Linked DNA regions of Macaca mulatta: region 1 is linked to region 2. The links are chromatin contacts, called in public Hi-C maps. All regions are on one chromosome and are shown on one strand. The core of a region is the stretch at or near the end of the contact, and the rest is flanking DNA. Distances in the headings are between cores, read along the strand shown.

Region 1 (6,745 bases), core at 1,997-4,496, 84 kb after region 2:
ATCCAAAAACAGCAATTAAAAGTCGTCATAATAGTCATCCCAAACACTGCACTCTCTCCTTTATACAGAAAACAGCACGTTATGTGTCAGTCAGTCTGCCTCCCTCATAAGAGCCAGGTGCCTCCAGCCAAGTCCATTCGTTCTACTACAGGAACTACATATAGAACCAACTGCTAGCTTCCAAACTGATTTAACACATACATTTTCCTTAATTAAAGCAAATCTTCCCTGTATTTAATTGGAGTCAGAGTTTACAGCATCTTATTAAAAAATCCCAGAATAATTAAAACAACCAGTTCAGAAGCATAAAGAATATTTTAACCAGTTAATCTGACAAAATAATCGAGGTTAGGATAGTCCAAAGGACCATCAAAAGCCAATTCATAACTTGCCCTGGAGGATGACCAACTGAGTTGATTCCAATTCAGAACAGAGATATTCAATGAATAGTATCTCATGGACTAAATACTTATAAAGTGTAAAGATAATACTCTTATTTTGGACAAAACTATTGATTTCAAAAAATGTCATAACCTATGCCCACTTTAAAAAAAAATGCAGCGAAACAAGGCACATGCTAAAACTTCTTAAACACATACAAAAACTGCGATCTATCTGCTGAAAAGGATGCATATTTGCACACCAGAGTTACCATTACATTGGGTCAAGGGTTAAAAGCAGTGATTTTGAAGGTATGGCCCGAAGACCATTATCATTCCTGTTAAAAATGTACCCAGACCTAATGAATCCAAAGCTCAGAAGAAATACACCACTTAAATCACACCCTTCCAAGGTAAGCACACTTAAATTTGAAAACCACTGGTTTAAGAGTTAGACTAGTAAGGACAGTCAGTAAGACACAAATACAAACTAAAACACTAACAAATTCAGACAGATCAGTTAAAAAGCTATCAGTTTACCAATCATATATAAGCATTCCCTTTCTTCTTTGCTAGTAAGCTTTTATCAAAAAATTAATGAAAACCGTAGTTTCAGCCAGCCAGGAAGGCAAACAGTATAGAACAAGTTGGAAAATCCTAAGATTCTGGAAGAAACAAAATGTTTTCCCACAATTGCAAAAGTAGAGAATAGATCATCAAATGCTTATCTCTTACTTTAAGTATTTCCACAATACTCTATGATTGATTAATGAACAGTTTTTCATCAGGCCATGAATCTGTCCTTAAGCTTGATTTTGCCCATTTGTTGTCCATTCCACGTTGTTCTTTTAATCATCTGCTTAGGTCTTCTACAGTAAGTAAGCAAGAGAATGCTGAGATGGCACTTAAGTACCATACCTGTGAGGCCAAGATTGCTACTGGCATACCCAGTGCTCTACACCCATGTAACTGCACTACTAGCCTTGGCAGCCATCTTGAAAATGATGCCCGGCTCACAAGGAAGCCCATGGAATACTGTGCGTCTACTGCACGTTACCACCACCACTGCCACAAACAACCCGAAGGGTAAGTCCTAAAGACGTATCTGCAGCTTTACCTTCAAACAGGAAGAACAATGTCAAGTTACTAGTGACTATGGCCACTCTAATAAGCTACAGCCAGGGATCTAGCGGAAATTGACTTCATCAGCATGATTTTAGGACAAGGAAGAATGAAATAAGAACTGAAGGAAAAAAACCATTTTCTTGCAGATATATTATTTATGAACAAATAAAAACAGTTCTCTCTGGTCAAAGCTGTGCTAATACAGAATTTATCTCAGGTATTAAAATGAAACGTGAAACAAAGGCAATACAACCTCTCGGTAAAGATGACAAAACCTCATATACTTGACACGTCAAATCCTCTTACCCCCAAAATGTTAACAAGGCGTAAATATCCGATGTCAGTGGATCACATTCTCAAATACCGAGTTCAATAAAGTAGAAAAGGATGACAAGAATAAAAATCTACTGGACCGTACTTTCCCGTTTACCCTGTTAAGGAATGGCTCATTCACTCCGCTTGCCTTTTAAATTGCTTTGTGCTGTGACGAAGCCCTTGAAGTTAGCTTCAAATTAATATTTAGCTGCAAAACAAAGGCATTCTCTAAACCCAAATCCCTCCAGTCGTCAAGGAAAACAAACAGACAAAAAATCACATTAATACACCAGAGGTAGTAAACGCCTTTCAGAAGAGGACTGTGGATTGGCACAGCAAGAAGCAAGCAAGAAGGTAGGATGGAGGCTTCAGAGCCCAGCAGCTCACCTGTTGATGAAACCATATCCGTTCCTTACATTGAACCATTTTACTGTTCCCAAAACCTTCGTTGCTGGAAAAGAAAACAAAGCAAAACAAGCCACGATTACCAGCTATCCTTTTCCAAACCCGTCTCGCTTCGGCATCCGGTCCCTCGCACGCTGCCCGCCGCGGCCACCTGACAGCCCTTTCTCTCCACCGCCTGGGTGCGGGTCCGCGCCGGGGCCACGCCGCCGCCGCCGCACACGTGGGTGAGTCTGAAGCGCGGGGCGCTCCCGGGCAGGCCCGGGGCGCGGGCCCAGGATGGGTGTGTTCGCAGGCCGCGGACGGAGAGCACGTGAGGGAAGGGGAAGCCGCTCCGGACTGCGTAGGCGGTGCGCCGCGCTCTCCGAGCACACGCGGAAGGGAGCTGGGTGGGGGAGACGCGAACAACGGCGTGCGGGCCCGAGCGCACGAGGCCAGTCGGCGGGGAGGGGACCCCGTCGCACACGCGGTCGGCGGCGCGCGGCCGCAGGAGGAGGGGCGCGCGGCCGCGCGGGGTCCACAGGGGGCGCGGGAGGCAGTGTGCGCGCGCCTGCCGGGCGGGCCCCCGCAAGAGCGAGTGGGGGGGCGGGGGGAGGGGCGGCCGCGCGCCGCGGAGTCGGTCCCCACCGGCCGCGCGCCCGCCGGCTCGCCCAGCCCCGGCTAACGGTTCCGCTGCCAGGCTGCCCGAGGGCCCCACCCCCGTCCCTGTCCGGTCCTCACCGATGACCTTCTTGTCCCCGCCGGCAGGCGCCGCCGATGTGAGGCCGCCCGGGCCACCGCTCCCTGCGCCGCTGCCCGTAGTGCCGGGCTTGGTGTCGGCGGCGCTGAGGGCGGGGGCGGCGGGGGGGGCGGCGGGCGGCTGCTGGGTCTCGGCCTCGCTGCTCATGGTTGCGGTGATGGTGACTGGGGCCGGCTGCGGCAGCTGCGGCTCCTCCCGGGGTGTGATGGTAACTAGGCCGGCGGCGGCGGTGGGGCTGCTCAGGGCTCTCTGGGGTCCGCTCTCCGCTCCCGCTACCGATCGAACTAGCGAGAATGGCGGGACAGGCGGGATAAGCCCTACGATCGACCCGCCCTAGGCGTTGTTCACTGGCCGGTGGTACTGTCAATCTGCCCACCTGACCTCAGTCCCTGGCTTCTATTGACTAACATTTTATCAGTCCTCCACTCTCATTGGCTGTCTGGCGGCTAATTCAGCCGACCTACAACCGTTCCTGCCTCCGCCGGCCGCCATAGAGACCGGAACTAGAATTAGAGTAGTCGGCCACGAAAACCATAGAGTACCTGAGAGGACGGGCAGAGGGAACGTGACTTCCACGAGGCAGTCGACGGGCTGGCGGGCCCGACGTTCAGGGTTGTGTCTCGGCTGAAAAAAAGGCACGCCCGAACGCTGGGCAGGGATTACCCGGCCGGACCCGGGATTGGAAGGGGGCTCGACGACGCCTTAGCTCCCCGTGAAGAAAAGGCTTCCCTCCCTCCCTGCACCAAATACGGTCCCTGTGATCTGAGAACATTACGGCGGGCATAGAGTCGTCTTTTCTTTAATGGCCGTGTACTCGCGGCACAGCCGAGGGTTTCTGGAATTGCCTTAAACGTATGCGTTTGAAGAGCGTACGCTTTTGTCGGAGCAGTCACCTTGGAGGGACCACGCAGGCTCTGGCAGCCCGGGCTCAGCATGTTTAGGGCGAGGGTGTGCTCCATGGGGACCTGCCTTCTGATCCGTTTTACCAGGCATATATTTTTAAAAATGTGTCTTCCTTTTCAAGTGTTAACGTGTTTTTCTACTGGCCACAAATCAGATTTAATTCAACTCACATTTATTGAACAAGCTAGCGTCCTATGTTTTTTTTCATTTAATTCGTACAACAGCCATGTGATAGAGGAATTACTATCCACGTTTCACAAACGATAAAATTGAGGCTGCCACCTGATGTTACTGAAGTCCTCCACCCACCTTCTTTCGTTCTTTTTTAAGCGTCTACTATCGGCTGGGGATGGAATAGTTCGCGAGTCAGTTTCTGCCTTCTGATGGAGGCAGAAATTTAAACAGCCAACACGGTAAATACTCCAGAGCTGCAGAAGCACGAAGTATTTTGGGAGTAGAAGCAGGGAGAAGGTGGAGGGCTGACTTTCTGCGCACAGGGTACAGGCGAGAAGAGGTGGGATCTCGGGAAATGCAGTCAAGTAGTTCAGTAAGACTCGAATGTGACATTGGGTTGCAGAGGTGGGCAGAGTCACTTAGGTGTATTGAATTGGAAATATATCCTGAGGGGAAGAGTGAGAAGAGCAATTTTAGAGTCGTAAGTAGGGAGGGGCATCTTTTTAAAAATGGCTGCGGAGTGGAGAATGGGTTGCAGAGGGGCAAGGAATGGAAGTAGAGAAAGCAGTTAGGAGGCTAGTGCAGTATCCCTTACCCCTACCAATGCCGTCTAGGCCTGTCAGTTCCACCTCCTAAAGGCCTTCTTGAGTCAGTCCTAAACTCTCTAAATGTCAATTCAGAGTCTTCATTCCTACTGCCACTACTGTAGGCCATCATCGCCAATTGCTTAGAGCAAGGGGTAGGAACTTTTTCTGTGAGAACCAAATAATAATACAAGCTTGGCCGACAATATGGTTCTGACTTACTACTCAGGTTTGGAGCTTGAAAACAGCCCTAATTTTTACATGACACGAATCTTTACATATTTTCAACTATTTAAACATTTTAAAAACGATTCGTATTCTTAGCTCATGAGCCACAGAAAAACGGAGTGTAGTTGGCTGATCCCTAGTATAGAGCAGTGCTGTTGGCTACTAACCACACCTCTCTACCTCTGTCTTACTCTAATATTCCTCACCACAACAGCCAGAAAGTTCTTTTGAGAACATCTGTCTGATCATGACACTGTCTTACTTAAAATCTTCCAGTGACTACCATTACCCTTAGGGTAGTCCAGATTCCTTAATGTGGTTTACTGGACTCTATGATTTCTAAGAAGTCTTAGAGTCTTCTCTTGTATTCCCTGTCCAACCTTCCAGGTGCTTGTAACTACTGGCTGCAGGATACTGCAGGAGCAGAGGTAGCAAACAGCTGAATTCTGTGACAATAGAACTTGGTTAAAAGTGTTGCTTCAGTGTATCAGATGACAAGGGAGATGGTGAAATATTACAAGGCCCTACAGAATAGACACTTGCAACTCTCTAGCCAAGTAAACACGCTTCAGAGGGCACTGTAGAGAAAGGACTCATCTAGTAGAGTCCTTTAGCCACTGTTTCCTTTGGAGTATCACATAAAATTCTGCATATAACACCCTTCCTTTCCTCCTTCCTCTTTGCCTGCTTAATTCATCCTCTAGGTCTTCGCTCAGATGCTCCTAGGTTAAGAATCTCTCCCATCCTAACATACTGTATTGCTCTAATTAAATGTTCCCCACCAGACTGTGACTTCCTTGGGCATCTTAGTTCCTGACACATAATACCTTAAAATATTTGTTAAATGAGCGACATGGTGTAGAAAATGAATTGAAAAAGGTACTGGCAACAGAAAGGTAATCTGCGCAGCTGTGCCAGTAATCCAGGTGAAAGAGACTTTCAGCAGCAATGTGTACGGAGAGTGGGTGGATTCCACAGCCTCTGTTCATGTGTTCCAGCTCCAGATGACTTTTGAATGTTAAAATATTGCCTCAAAAGGCAGTTTTGCCAACACTGAGGACATTTAAAAGCATGCCCTATAGGCTTGAGAGCTTTTCTCCAGTTACAAAGACACTTAGAAAATATTGCAGCAGCACCTCTACGAATAAATGAACAATCTCACTATGGAACTGCTTTGAAGGGATGGCTTCTCAGGCAAAAATACAAATTGTGTAACATCTGTCTTTTCAATGTTACTTTAAAAAGTATCATTACTTACTCATCCAGTTACTTCATTCAGCTCTCTTCGGGCTCAGTGAGCCTGAGGATGAGCTGTTTCAGAAAGTAGTTTGCAGCCAGGCATGGTGGCTCATGCCTCAGCACTTTGGGAGGCTGAGGCAGGTGGATCACTTGAAGTCAGGAGTTTGAGACCAGCCCGGCCAACATGGCAAAACTCCATCTCTGCTAAAAATGCAAAAATGATCTGGGCATGGTGGCATGTGCCTGTAATCCCAGCTACTCAGGAGTTTGAGGAGGGAGAATCGCTTGAACCCGGGAGGTAGAGGTTGCAGTGAGCTGGGATTGTGCCACTGCACTCCAGCCTGGGTGACGGAGTGAAACTATGTCTCAAAAAATAATTTTCTTGTAGCCACCTCTCTACAAGCATCAACAATTCATGACAAATTTCATTTCCTGTTCCAAAGTAGGAGAGCGCCACTCCAGAGCTTTGCTGGTCTCCCTGCTATCCTGGGAGCTCACACCACCCAGGTATCCGTGGTGACCACGGTACAGACAACTCCAGGGCCTGCCTTTAAGTGATGTGATGGGCAAGGGATTCATCCCAAGAATCTCTGCAAAATAACTTTTACCTTGTCCCCCATCTCTAACAGACTGTGGCCTAAGAACACAGTTCCCTC
Region 2 (6,456 bases), core at 1,481-3,980:
ACCTGTCCAAGGTTTCACAGATAATAAACAGCAAAGGATCTGAACACAGGTCAGTCTGATTCCAAAATTCATGCCTTAATACCAGGCCTCCTGAGCTTTCTGAACACACACCAATACCCGGGTGAGTCCTGCTAAAAAAAATAACTTCTTCTTTTTTTTTTTTTTTTTTTGAGATGGAGTCTCACTCTGTCGCCCAGGCTGGAGTACAGTGGCACAATCTCCACTCACTGCAACCTCCGCCTCCCGGGTTCAAGTGATTCTCCTGCCTCAGCCTCCTGAGTAGCTGGGATTACAGGTGCCTACCACCACGCCCAGCTAATTTTTTGTATTTTTAGTAGAGACGGGGTTTCACTATGTTGGCCAGGCTGGTCTTGAATTCCTGATCTCGTGATCTGCCCACCTCGGCCTCCCAAAGTGCTGTGATTACAAACGTGAGCCACTGGACCTGCCCCCTCCGTTCCTTTTTTTTTTTTTTTTTTTTAAAGACTCGCTGTGTCGCCCAGGCTGGAGTGCAGTGGTGTGATCTTGGCTCACTGTAACCTCTGCCTCCCAGGTTCAAGCAATTCTCCTGCCTCAGCCTCTAGAGTAGCTTCAGACTACGGGCACACACCACCATGCCCAGATAATTTTTTGTATTTTACTAGAGACAGGGTTTCACCATGTTGCCCAGGCTGGTCTCCAACTCCTGAGCTCAGGCAATCCTCCTGCCTCAGCCTCCCAAAGTGCTAGGATTACAGGTGTGAGTCGCCACACCCAGCCTCATTTTTTTTTTTTGAGTCTCACTCTGTCCCTGATTCTGGAGTGCAGTGGTGCAATCTCGACTTACTGCAACCTCTATGTACTGGGCTCAAGCGATTCTCATGCCTCAGCCTCCCGAGTAGCTGGGACTAAAGACGTGAGCCACCACACCTTTTAGTAGACACGGGGTTTCACCATGTTGGCCAGGCTGGTCTCGAACTCCTGACTTCAAATGATCCACCCACCTTGGCCTCCCAAAGTGCTGGGATTACAGATGTGAGCCATGGCACCTAGCCAAAAAGTACATTTTAGATAGTAAATATGTTTGATTCAATTTGTTTGTCTCTAAAGTTGTTTTTTTCTTCAGCTTCTCAAATACAGATTGTATTGGGGAAACAGAGGCAGCATAATAATGCATCCTCTGTATTTCACAAGATTATAGGATGAAAGGCAAAAACTGTTCTTTATTCCATCTGTTCAGGCCATTATAATAAACATGATAGTCATTCGACAGCACATGGGTATGTTGTGTGCACAAGATTCTATCCCTATCAACCTCCCTCCCAATAATAGTGATCTGATTAGCATATTCTCTTAATCCATAAAAGTTGCACTTTGCTCCCCAGTTCTTTAAAAAGAAGAAAGTACAAGTTTTGAATTAAAACAGCTTTCCTACGTATCTGAATTTTTCTTAATTAAAAAAAAAAAAAAAACGGATTCGAAGGATTTCTAGGATCATTGGGAAAAAAAAGACGTGAGGGAATTTGAGCACATTAAATAATTTTGAGCAAAGCAAAGACCTTAGAACATAATCAAGGCTAAATCTGATAGTGTATACAGGGATAAGGGGCCATCATAATCTTTAAAACAGCAGGACCCTCCATCTGTGCACACTGAAGAGGGTGTATAACTGGAAGTCTTGACAAGAGATAAGAAGGAATCTGGTTTTTCATTGAATAATGACAAAGCTTTAGATCTTGGAGCTCTCCTACTTCAAACCTTTCACTTTACAGATAAAATAGTTGAGGTCCAGAGAGAAGTAATCTGCCTGAAGTCGCACTGCAAGTTTGTATCAAAAGTGGGATTAATAGTCACGTGTCCAAACTTCCAGTGTTTTTTCCATTATTTCACATTTCCTCCTTATTTGACTTATTTTGGCCATCCATATAAAAGCACTGGGCTTGGGAATACTATGTTTAATAAGGACTAAACTCGGAGTCCTTGCCCTGCTAGATGTTTAAACTCTCAGTTAACAAAGATCTTATGGGAAGCAGCTTTAAAAAAGCGGACCTTGAAACTTCTGGGGAACTTTTCTTTGTCAAATGGGAAGATAACTCTGTACTGCCTACCTCACAAGGCTGTCCTAAAGTGCAAATGAAATAATGAACGCTAACGTGTTGTGTAAACCTTCCCACGAAGGGAGATTATGGGCACTCAAGTTGCCGTTAGAGGAGCTTTTGGTCACAGAAGGTCATTCGAGTCAGGCCACCGACTCACAATGACAGTCGGCTTTACTCGTCTGTAAAATGGAGACAAGAGCAATTGCCACCCCCACCCTAGGTGGTAGTGAGGTCTGAGCCGAAAGACGCAGAGCACAACGTGAATGAAGACGGTTATTCGCTGCCCCGGTCGCGCCTCCTCACCTTCTGCACCTGCTCTGCGAGCGCCACGAGGTCTAAGGGGTCCCCGGCCCGGTGGGTGTGGTAGGGGCTCACCAGGGCCAGGCCGCCGGGGGTCGGGGTGAGCTCCACCAGGGCTCCTGCGACACACAGCCAGGAACAGGCCGTGAGCTCCCGCCCTCGGCCTCCCGCGGAGCCCCGAGACCGGCTGCCTCGCTGGGGCTGACTTCCCCTTGCTGACTCCCGCCCCGCATACCTCCCTGGCCTGCAGCTGGCTGCGGTCCTTGGCTTTCAAGGACCCCCTCGGTCCTCCCGAGCGCTGCGGCGTCCTCCATGACAGCGACTTATCCTCCCCACTCCCTGGGCGGTGCGAGTCGGGAGAGCCTGCGCGTAAAGGTGCGTGGGCGGAGCTTCCGTATTTCTTGTCCACTGGGCTTCAGAGCGACTGAGCAAAGCCTGAGCTCGGAGGCGGGGCTCCGGCTGACGCGCCGGGATTCGCTGAGGGCCGGTGGGGGTATCTGGGTTGACTGAAAGGAAAAGAGGCGGTGCAAGCCTCGTGGGCATGCGCCGCCCGGCTTGGGAGGTGGGGCTTCGCCCGGGGGCGGGCCTTCTCCGGGGGTGGGACTCCGGCCTCTGTGTTGGGTGGCTATCGGTCCCGTTAGGTCTGAGGAGACGATGGCGGCACGCGCGTTGAAGCTGCTGACCACACTGCTGGCTGTCGTGGCCGCTGCCTCCCAAGCCGAGGTCGAGTCCGAGGCAGGATGGGGCGTGGTGACTCCTGATCTGCTCTTCGCGGAGGGGACCGCAGCCTATGCGCGCGGGGACTGGCCCGGGGTGGTCCTGAGCATGGAACGGGCGCTGCGCTCCCGGGCCGCCCTCCGCGCCCTTCGCCTGCGCTGCCGCACCCGGTGTGCCGCCGACTTCCCGTGGGAGCTGGACCCTGAATCGCTCCCCAGCCCGGCCCAGGCCTCGGGCGCCGCAGCCCTGCGCGACCTGAGCTTCTTCGGGGGCCTCCTGCGCCGCGCCGCCTGCCTGCGCGGCTGCCTCGGGCCGCCGGCCGCCCACTCGCTCAGCGAAGAGATGGAGCTGGAGTTCCGCAAGCGGAGCCCCTACAACTACCTGCAGGTCGCCTACTTCAAGGTGCAGACCAGCCCGGAGCCGGGCGGCCGGGGTCCTTCTGGGGAGAGGAATGTTGCAGGGGACCTGGGGAGCCAGGGGGATCGGGGAAGTGTCCGCAGGGAGGGGAAAGTGGCCTCCTGGCTGGGGAGCTCTCCTCGGAGCCGGGGAGAGCTGCTCCCTGGCAGGAGACCTTCCTCGCCCAGTTCGCATGGGCAGTTGCTAACCCCAGAGGTCCAGCCTGGGGTTAGGGCACAGGCCAAGCAAAACTCATGGCCATTTTGTTCCCTGGGAAATCTCCTGCAGGGAATTAAAGCGGTAGTTTGGGTCTCCCATCCTAATGTCATTTTAAGTGTCCGACTGAGAAGCTAGTAGCGGTCTACAATATGTTCCTTCCGGTTGGTTTTCCAGTGGTGCTTTTCCTGCTGTTTGATTCAGCAGCTCTGTTTCAGGATGTGAGGTTGCCACGTCGCCAGCAGGGGCTGTCTGGCCCTGCCTGTCGGGGGGACCCTCTGGCTAGTCTGTCAGGTTTACAAAGAACATGAGTATTTTTAGGAATGCCAGAATGCCATGTTTTCAAGTGTACACTTGGGCTTGGAGCGTTCCAGGCTTGTTTGGTGGTGGTGATGGTGACGATGATGATGATAATGATGATGATGATGATGATGATAGCCAGCACGTACTTCAGGCAGTATTTTAAGCAGTTTGCCTTTATTAACGCATTTGCCCTAATCTTCACAATATCCTGTCAGGTAGATGCTGTTATTAGTCCCGCTGTATTGGGGGTGGGGGGAGAAAGAGCTGTGCATTATATCTGTTATATCTGTAGTTTAAAAGACCTTCGATTCGACCTAAAGAGAGACTGAGAGACTCTTGGGGACCCCAGATTTCCACCCCTCCACAACATTCTGCCTACACAGTTCCCTTCATTTTTCCTAGTTACTCAGAAGAGCGCTGGACTTGAAATCAAAATAATTGCATTATGTCTTTGGTTATGTCGCTTCATCATAGCACTTTCTAAAATTACTTGACAAACATGTATTGCATGCCTACTGCATTCCAGTTCTTGTACAGGTACTTAAATGCTCGACTAACATCTTTGCTTTGTCTTGCTTTGATGTTAAGAGTTACTGTAGTAAGGGATACTGCAAGGGCATATACTTAGGGCTGTGGGAGCACAAAGGAGGGAGACTCTAGCTTTATCTCAGAGAAATTAGACTTCAAAGAAGAGGTAATATTGAAGCCCGTCCTAAGTATTGTCAGGGGGAGAGGAAGGAAGGCTCCTCCAGATAGAGGGAAAAGTAGAACCAAAGCATGATGTATTCAGGAAAAAAAATGAATTGTTGTGATTGCAATGTCGAGGTGTGTGTGGGGAGTAGTAGGAGAAGAGGCTAGAATGGTCACTGAGGCCAAATTTGGAAGAGAATTCTGCGGACTGCAGGGAGCCATCCTCAGATTTGGGTTTTAAAACACTCATTCTGGAAACCATGGTGAATGAGCCTTGGAAGAAGGAGAAACTGGTGGCACATGATTAGGAGACAGGCATTTGTCCACAAGAGAGGAGGTTAAGTACCTCAGTGCTTAGGGAGTAAAGAAGACTGGGGGTGGAGAGAGGAGTGAGGACATGAGGGAGAACAGAGACAGGCAGGAGCAGTGCTGAAAGATACAAGAGATAGAGTAATTCCATAAAAGGGACAGACCTGAGAAAATTTCTAATTTTACAGTTAAAGAAACTGAGGTACAGAGATGGGGAGTTATTTACCTTGGGTCACCTAACCAGGGCTGACTCCTTTAGTGTGCCTTTACTAGTACCAGTGATAAGGAAATAAGTTTTCTTAGCATATTAATCATACCATCTAAAATTTATGGAGCACTTGATCTGTGCCCAGCACCATGTATTACAGGCTGCATGTATTATTATCTCTTTGAACTCTCAACAATGCTAGGAGATAGCTACAGAATGCTATCTCCAGATGATAGATTAGGGAAACTGAGTTTAGAAAGTAAACTTTAAATATCTTGTCTACTGCCCAGCCAGTCAGTGAGTCATTAAGCCCAGATTTGCTGCTGGCCGGTCTCTTTTCTTTTTCTTTTTTTTGAGACAGAGTCTTGCTCTGTTGCCAGGCTGGAGTGCAGTAGCGATCTTGGCTCACTGCAACCTCTGACTTCCTGGTTCAAATGATTCTTCTGCCTCAGCCTGTCGAGTAGCTGGGATTACAGGCACATGCCATCACACCCGGCTAATTTTTGTATTTTTAGTAGAGACGGGGTTTCACCATATTGGCCAGGATGGTCTCGATCTCCTGACCTCGTGATCCGTCCTCCTCGGCCTCCCAAAGTGCTGGGATTACAGGCATGAGCCACCACGGCTGGCCCTCTTTTCTTTTTTTTTTTTTTTTTGAGACGGAGTTTCGCTCTCATTACCCAAGCTTGAGTGCAATGGTGCGATCTCAGCTCACTGCAACCTCTGCCTCCTGGGTTCAAGCAATTGTCCTGCCTCAGCCTCCTGAGTAGCTGGGATTACAGGCGCATGCCACCACGCCCAGCTATTTTTTGTATTTTTAGTAGAGACGGGGTTTCACCATGTTGGTCAGGCTGGTCTCAAACTCCTGACCTCATGATCCGCCCACCTCAGCCTCCCAAAGTGCTGGGATTACAGGCATGAGCCCCTGTGCCTGGCCATGGCCGGTCTCTTTGATACCAGTGTCCACACAGTTAATTACTAGATCATCAGTGATTTATTTGGTTGGATTCTATATATGAAACCTGTGTTACTTTGATATGCTGGAGTCCATTGCTGTGGGTATTGTTGTAGTCTGTAGCCTATTTCTTTCTCCCCCTTGGATTGCTTTTTTTTTTTTTTTTTGAAACGGAGTCTCACTCTGTCACCCAGGCTGGAGTGCAGTGTGGCCATCTCAGCTCGCTGTAACCTCCACCTCTGGTTCAAGCGATTCTCCTACCTCAGCCTCCCAAGTAGCTGGGA

The links. Hi-C and Micro-C count contacts between places; a contact is called where the count stands out from the background.
Region 1: a contact with region 2 is called in a Hi-C map of blood, with 4 times the contacts expected there. The contact joins the promoter of YBX1 here to the promoter of C1H1orf50 in region 2. A contact is called at or near these places in 2 of 14 Hi-C or Micro-C datasets (blood and cortical neurons).

The regions. Positions count from the first base shown.
Region 1 is chr1:198,075,632-198,082,376 of T2T-MMU8v2.0, forward strand. YBX1 (Y-box binding protein 1) reads right to left here and starts at 3,247. Exons shown (of 7, transcript XM_015137151.3): 1 at 2,943-3,247; 2 at 2,208-2,271. The coding sequence starts at 3,108. LOC144334018 (a long non-coding RNA gene) reads left to right here and starts at 3,497. Exons shown (of 5, transcript XR_013403356.1): 1 at 3,497-4,277.
Region 2 is chr1:197,992,196-197,998,651 of T2T-MMU8v2.0, forward strand. It overlaps C1H1orf50 (chromosome 1 C1orf50 homolog), which reads right to left and starts at 2,731. Exons shown (of 5, transcript NM_001266364.1): 1 at 2,614-2,731; 2 at 2,382-2,497. The coding sequence starts at 2,692. It overlaps P3H1 (prolyl 3-hydroxylase 1), which reads left to right and starts at 2,982. Exons shown (of 15, transcript NM_001258160.1): 1 at 2,982-3,497. The coding sequence starts at 3,033.